2 separate regions of the Rattus norvegicus genome follow, and region 1 is linked to region 2. The links are chromatin contacts, called in public Hi-C maps. All regions are on one chromosome and are shown on one strand. Each heading gives the region's core, a stretch centred on a gene start, on an enhancer-like site or on the middle of the called end of the contact. The rest is flanking DNA. Distances are from core to core; before and after follow the strand shown.

Evidence for each region. Hi-C and Micro-C count contacts between places; a contact is called where the count stands out from the background.
Region 1: a Hi-C map of kidney shows a contact between it and region 2, with 2.4 times the contacts expected there. The contact joins the enhancer-like site here to the promoter of Psd3 in region 2. A contact is called at or near these places in 4 of 12 Hi-C or Micro-C datasets (hepatocytes, kidney, liver and 1 more).

The regions. Positions count from the first base shown.
Region 1 is chr16:26,452,605-26,456,387 of GRCr8, reverse strand. All of the region lies in intron 1 of Psd3 (pleckstrin and Sec7 domain containing 3), which reads right to left. Among named protein-coding and RNA genes, the nearest start is that of Psd3, 49 kb to the right of the region's middle. Within about 2 kb of position 1,332, at least 11 of the 93 cell types and tissues checked have an H3K27ac peak or open chromatin away from gene starts, as enhancers often do. A contact at or near this core is called in hepatocytes and kidney, where this site is marked.
Region 2 is chr16:26,403,827-26,407,824 of GRCr8, reverse strand. It overlaps Psd3 (pleckstrin and Sec7 domain containing 3), which reads right to left and starts at 1,901. Exons shown (of 16, transcript NM_001419764.1): 1 at 1,846-1,901. The coding sequence starts at 1,866.

The DNA.
Region 1 (3,783 bases), core at 83-2,582, 49 kb before region 2:
AACCATTATAACAAGATGTGGCTAAATAAATTTGATAGCTTCTATTAACTTGTGAGCAAAGATTCTTGATATGAATCTGATTACAAACTCTTAATGTGCTTTAGGGAAATGAGAACAAAATTAGCTTATGGACAAGAGAAAATTAATTAGAACTGTAAGGGGCGTGGCATTATTGAGGTATAATTCTCTTATATGAAGAGCAATAACCCAGCAAACATAGTCACAATTCAGAAAGCAGATGCTTTTCAGAATGACCAAAGTAGACAATACTTACTTAATGACCAAAGTAGACAATACTTAATGACCAAAGTAGACAATGCTTAAAAAAATAAAAAAAAAAAAAGATGTTAGTACTTTATACTTTTCTCAAAAGGCCCCCATGAGGTCTTAGATATGAGAAATTTCTGAAATTTTTGTCATTTCCTAACTATGCATATGTATACATAGACTCTGGCTGAGGCCAATGCTCTGAAGGGGGGACAGAAAAAAGAAACTGGAAGGTTAACTATCCTAAAAGTAGACAGTAGGGCCTGACTCAGGGAGAAGTACAAAGGAAACCTTGAGTTTATCAGTAATGTTTTGAGTTTCCAGTATGCTCATGTGTTAGTTATGTAAGTGAAATTTAACCTCTAAGAACAAAACCTCAAGAACACAGTATGGGGAAAAGGTACCAACTACGTGCAATCAGCCTTACAGCTATAATCTCCTCACTAGTAACTGACAAATATTTGTTCCCTAGCCCAGAAGCAAGCAATGTGGGGCATGTATGCATCCACCCATCCACAACCCGTCTATCAACCCACCCACCCACCCACCCATCCATCCATCCTACCATATCATAAAAATGGTCTGGTCCGGGGAAAACTGCAAGCAAAAGCATTTGTTTTATACCAGTGCTTTCACACCCAAGTTTTATACCTGTGCCAGTGTAGACTGACAAAATAAAACAATGGTAGGTAACTTTGAATCTAATAGTTCCCAACTTAAGTGCATCTAAGAACTGATTGGGCCTTCGCCCTCAAGTGGAAATCAAGAAATCTATTTCTGGAAAATCTCATAATCATTCTGATAAAGCTGTCTCCAGCATCACACTGCGAGGACATACTGCTCTAATACAAGGGAATTAGCCTCTCCACACATTCCAAGTTAAATGAACCGGATCACCGTTGTAAATGACATCAGGTGACATTGGACAGATGACGAAGAAGATGAATAACTCAGGTCCTCAAGGAGCGTGCAGACAATGGAGGAGTCAAGCAGGGGACAGCTGTATTGGTCAGCTGCCACAGATCTGGCTGCAGCAGTTAATAATTGACCTTCAAACACTACTGGCTTTCTGTGAATGCTTATTTATTGCGCAGTTACTGAGGCTGCTGTGAGACAATCATGGCTTTGCTCCAGGTACAAGAAGGCTACAAATCGGCTCACTGCCTTCGTTCTGGAACCAATGCTTAAGAGAGGCAGACCCTGTCTGTAATGTCACAAAGAGCTGGAGTCAAAGAACACAGTTTATTCCCAGCACTTCCACTCATAATCTTGGATGAGATAGCTAAACTAAAAAAAAAAAAAAAAATTAATTCTGAAGGCCAAAGCACTCCACCTCTCTTTGGGAACAGTAATAGAGGACCTGACACCAAGGCCACTATGAAAATCCTTACTCACATACCAAGTGGAATGGGGTAGCATAACACAAAATTTTATCACGGCTCTCAAAGAGCATATAATTTAAACTTATGAATACTTTATATCTAGAATTTCCCACTTAATGTTTTCAGACCGTGGTCAACCATAGGTTACTAAAACCATTGAGAATGAAACTTCTAAGGGCAGGCTCTGTATACTCCTCATTTTGCTACAGAATCCTAACACATGCACACGCATCTACATACTGTCTTCTCTCTCCCTTCCACTCCTAACCAGTCTTCTAGAACGTCAGTCTCATCGCTCTAGTGCCTCTCTAACATAGTCCTCTACTCCAGGAACAATCAAGAACCCAGAGACAGTCACTGTGCCCGCTGCACTCCCTCCCAGCCATCTCCCCCGCTCTGATCGTGACCGTTATTGCACACCTGAACCTCTGAGGCCACAGTGAGCCCATCTTTTTACAAACTTTGTCCCAGCCTTGAGGATTTCTAAAGCCTTCCTTTTCCACACTGAAATTTTCCAACTGCTTCTATGTCCAAGATAAAGGTCTCAAGCCACTTTCACAGCGTGCATCTACTCCACTTCTGACACTCCATCTCGGACAAAACCCCACCCCTCATGCCATCTATAATCTAGAATGTCCTTCCTCATTGTCTTAGTCACAGGAAACTAACTCCGTGCATGCATTTTTATATTACTTTTCTTTTTCTTCATTCTGTTTTTTAATATTACTTTTACTTTTTACAGTCCAGTTACAAGCTTTGTATGGATAAGAAAAGATACCAAAAAGAGCCTAGACCACTGAACGTACCTGACTACTTGCTGCTGTCATTATTACTGCTACCTTTATACTTTGAAATTCCTTAATTTATATATTTTATATATTTATCTCAATAACTTAGTTTGCATATTTATTCCCTTGAAATTCAGTAACTTTATTGTAATAACATTATTTTTAACACTGACATATTTTTACTATTCCATATACATAAACTTAAATAACTTTTGCCATGGCAACTTACTTTTTCACTATTATTAGGGATGTTGCAGTGATTTGCCTTTAGAATATTTCTTTATGTTCTGTTCTAATTGTTAGTTTAAGAAAATCTCCAGGAAGTGGAATTTGATAAAATGGAAGAAAACATACACATAAGACTCAAGTCTTTATATTTGGAAACTGTCTGACCAGTGGTGGCCCATGAGCTATGGTCATACATGTTTTAATCTCAAGTCCAGTCACAGCTCTTGGTACATTTTAAGCATCTAATAAACTAAGTGAAAGGAATGGGAGAAGGAAAGTGAGAAGAAGTTAGAGAGAAGGGGAGTTGTGGGAAAGCAGTACCGTCCACTGGAAAAGTTCAGTGCAGCTTCAGAAAAGAAGTGGGCTAGCTCAGAATGAGCACGGACAGAGAGGCTGAGGAAAATGAAGCATATCAGGCTGTTTCGATGTGCTTGCAAATCTTGCTGAAATCCTCCTAGTCATGATTCAACAGGTCTGGGGTAGAACCTAGGGCTGCATTTTAACAAGCTTTTTAGCAATACTTCTAAAAATATTTAGCAATGCTGATGCTATTGGTCCACGAAACAGATTTGAAATAGTAAAAAACATGTGGTTATACTAAAGAAATAGGTATCACAAATAAGCTTTGGATCATAGTAGCCAACTGAATGAAAGGGGTAATGGAACTGAAAATTAGCAGATAGGAGCAAATGGATTGTGAGTTTTATTCTTCCTACCTCCTATCCTCCCTGGCACATTCAGCTGAAACCATAGCTCAAAGCTGATGGGTGCTGTCTTATCACTATTTCATGGCAACCGAAGGCCTAGTTATAGATCTTGTCATTAAAGTGACATAGAGGAACCAAGCGTTATTAACCCTCTCAAACTCATTAAGCCTAACTCATTCAAATTCAGTAAGCAGTGACTACCAGTTCTTGGAGCATACATCATCTGAACACACTTCAGACAGAGAGTGAATACATACAGAAAAGAAAGGTGGTTATTCAAAATGTGAGACACTAACTCTATCCAGGGAAATGCAGACAAAGGGGAAAACAGCCTTGACAGATAACTAGTGGCTAATTCACTCTGTGTCCCTTCCAGTCACCATTACTGTTGGAACACTGACAGGAAGAAGC
Region 2 (3,998 bases), core at 652-3,151:
TGATATCTTAGTATGAAATCTAGAGAACTTTGTTAGTACTCCCTAAAATAAATCAAGGTCGGTTTAACTCAGAACTCAAGAAAGGTGTCTGTAGGAATACAGCTACATCATATATATATGTATATATGATGTATATATATATATATGTATATATATCATACATCAGCCATGGGTTCAATATTTAGCACTATTTAATACTCAGGAAGAAAACCAAAGGCCTCTGAACATGGTCCTGGTAGAACATGGTGGAGAACGCATGTAGCAAACCATGATTCAGGCTAGACTACATCCCCAGACTTTTATAACCATATTTCACATACTTAAGCACAGGCTTTGATTACGTTTTTTTTTTTCTTTCCCGTCATCCTAAAGCTCAGTTGAGCCTGAATATGTTGCAGACAAACCTGAGAATGATCACCATGTATTACTCACCTTTTAATCCTACCCAAACTCCAAATTATCATCTTTTCATAATCGCCGGGTGGCATTATCCCCATAATCCTCTAAGAAAGCAGCCTTAAAGCCAAAGGACACACACATCTTGATTTTCACAGCTTCGCCTCTAAACGAACACCCAGATTAACCCGTTATAACACTGGTGACTTAGTTTATGAATAATGAATGGCAAATCACTCCAGAACTTCTACAGGGAATTTGTAAATACCCTAAGCAAGGCTGGGAAAGCATTTGTTGGGAGAGAGTAGAAAGTGTATTTGTTCTCTCTCAGCAGGGAACATCCTCTCCCTACAGCATTTTTAAAAAGCTAACCAACTCCAAGCCTACAAGGACCAGGGCATTTTTGGGACTTCCAAGACTGTAAGAAGGACTCCCTGCTTCCTCAGGTTCCTACTTAGAACCCACTCAGAGTCTGCTAACAAAAAGCAGGCTCCTAGAGAGCACAGATCCTGTCTTACTCACTGGCCAAGCAGCTTGGCAACGTCCATCCTTTGTACCTACTGGAGTGCAGATAATGAATTGGACTATGTATTGCCAAAATCCCACTTACATTGATTTTCCAGATCTCCCTCTTCCTTATACCTGCACCTGGATCCGCTCAAAAGAAAAAAAAAAAAAAAAAAAAATCCTCTAGGGCGGAAACCCCGATCCCACCGTTGGGAGAGCCAGTGTCTGGAAAATGAAACCCTACTGCCCATTACATCCTCTGCCTGGTGGGTGTTTAACATCCTTCTACATCCAGGGCAATGGCAAAAGTAAACACTTACTACTTAGGAAGCTGACAGCATTGTAAACTCTACCTCTAACCTGTGTTAGCCTGCTTTACAATTTTTTTTCATAACATCAGTTGCCAAGATATGGCACAAAAAGTTAAATGCATGTAAAACAGAATCACTTATGTCTTTAAAAGCTAATGGAAATGTTACATAGAATAACCCCCAACCCCGTCTGTTTATTGTCTCCACGCAAGGGATTTCTTTTTTCTTTCTGACAGAGAAACAGGATAGTCACTCAATCTGAGAGCTGACTTGGCAGACTAGCATGGGCACCTTAGGTCCTCTCTAACGCTTGCCTTCTTTATAGACCATTAGGCAAGAAGGAGCTTTCAGGCTGCTCCTCCCCAGATGAGGTTTACATGGCAGGAGTGAATTAAAATCCCGCAACCTTAACAACAAAAAGTTGGCCCTCTCGGGTCCCCCAACAAGCACAAAGAAAGAAAACAGCCGGGAAAAGAAAAAGAAAAATAGTTATCACGGCACAAAGTGAAGTGGCCCAGAGATCCTGATGGGGCAGAGCAAACGACAAGGCAAAAGAAACCCTGGCTCAGGTACGGACGCCTGACACACTCCACACACCCTCTCCCCAGCCCGGGTCAGAGGGCGAGCTCACCGCGGCGTTTCTTCCTTCCATCTTCCATCGCCCACGCGGGGCTCGGGGCCGCGGGGGATGCGGGCGAGCCGGGCTGCGGCGCGGGGAACCGGGCTGGACGCGCGAGTGCGGGCGGCTCTTTGTTGCGCGCCCCGGGACGGCCGGCGGCGGCGGCAGCGCGCACCCCGGCGTTAGCGACCGAGACCGTGGCGAGCACCCGGGTCGGCCCCGGCAACGTCAAGGCGAAGGCGGCGGGGGCGGTGCCCCGCGCGGAGGAGGAGGAGGCGGTGGCGGCGGAGGATCGGCTCCGCGGAGTAGTGTCCTGCAGCCCTCTGCTGCCTGTTGCTTTGTCTCCTTCCGCAACACCCCCTCCCCTGAGGAAAGTGAGAGGCGCGCTCGCGGGCGTTTCCTCTCGGAGAGCGCCGCGCGCAGGCCGTCCCACCTGGGCCCCAGTGCGCGCGCCCGTGCGTCTCCTCAGGGTCGCAGCTATGGGGAGCGAGTGCGTCCACCTAAGAGGACGCTCAGGGCCACAGGCCCTGCCAGAACCGTCAGTCACTGGGCTCTGAGGGGACTCAGGGCCACCTGCCCCATCCAGAGGCTCTAATCCCTGAGACCAACTTTAAAGGCCCATTTCTCCAGGAAATAGGTCTCACCCTGATACATGCTCTCCAGGTCCCCATGGCTACCCTGTCACTGAGACTGCCCCGCAATGAAATGTCACTTCACTGAGTTTCACCCCTGCCCCTGCCCTGTTTGATCCTTGCCACAGAAACAAGGGCTGGAATCCACCCCTTTTCAGGATTTAGGTTTCAGTCTGTGAGTTATGTATGGATGTAGGAGTTGGTGGTCAATATTGCAGGTAAAAACTATGAGGCCAGTGGCCAAGTCCCAACCAGCAACTTTTCTTTTGTGCTGATTCTTATTCGTGGGTCTCTGTTAACACAATTGTCAGACTGGAGATCAAGGAGCCAGGACTAGCTTGTCCAGTCTAAAGAAGGCCTTGTTCCAAATAAAGTGGGTTCCACGTCAAGTTCAGTGCCAGATCCACACACCTAAGGCAGAAGCATACCTGGACAGTTGTATAGCAGGCCTGTGATTGATTCTCTTACAGCTCTACTGTCTTAGCCATGTGGCCAGCAGAAGATGACCAGAGGGAAGTGCCTAGCAACCAATGTTAGAATTAAGGGGTAGGGGTCAGATTTCCTGGTGGCCCACAGGCCAGCTGGAAATCTGTGTAAACCACCTACTTTGGTCTCTGGCTGTCAAAGTCAACCTAGAGTACCCCCCAAAGGAACCAAAATGAAATAAATCCATTCCAACTTCACTAACTAACTGCTATCCAGGTTCCCCCTCCCAGACCAGTAGTAAGGGCAGGTCTATGGGTTGGGAAGCATCCCAGTTAATGGACTATTTCTAACCTGTGGCTCTTCCCTTCATCCTTGCATAACTCTCAGAGATAGCGCCTCTGTCCCTGTTCTAAACCCCTGCCTCCTTGATTCTCCCAGCCTGTCCATCGTGTTGACAAGAATCGTAAGAACTGATACAAAATGCAGTTGCTGCCCTGAGACTTGCCCACTGATGTTGTGGCTTTTACCTGGAAAAATAACTCATAATTCATAAATTCAGACAGAACTTCATATATGCTGAAAGGTGAAGGCCTTTGCGTATACTAGCATATTAATTAAGGGACCTGGAACTAGTCCCCAGAAAATCCAGGAACCCAGCTCAAAGGATCACTATCGTGCTCAAGTTCAGTGTCAATACCTGAGAAATCACCTCTGTAAACAGGAAGGAGGGCTATCGGGAGTTCAAAGCTATGCACTATTTCAGACAAAGCATGCCCTGGTTCCAATCCACAACATCCCCATGTTACCCCAAAAGATAAGCAACAACGACCCCCAAAAGCATGGGTTGGTACATGCTTACTCGATACAGCATTCTTTCATTAACTTGCACCATGAGTCAAGCTATTATATGTGGTATGGAGGGAAAGAGAAAACCTACAGCAAGGAAGACACAAAGACATGCCGTGCTAGAAGTCAAAAGGAGAATGGAAAGGGTGAGATTCTGCCGTGTAGTGTTAACACATAGATATCTAATCTTTACTATTTCTAACAGTCTGAAGAGCCCAAATTCTGGAATATATATTCTGGCTATTGAAGTGAGGGATTATC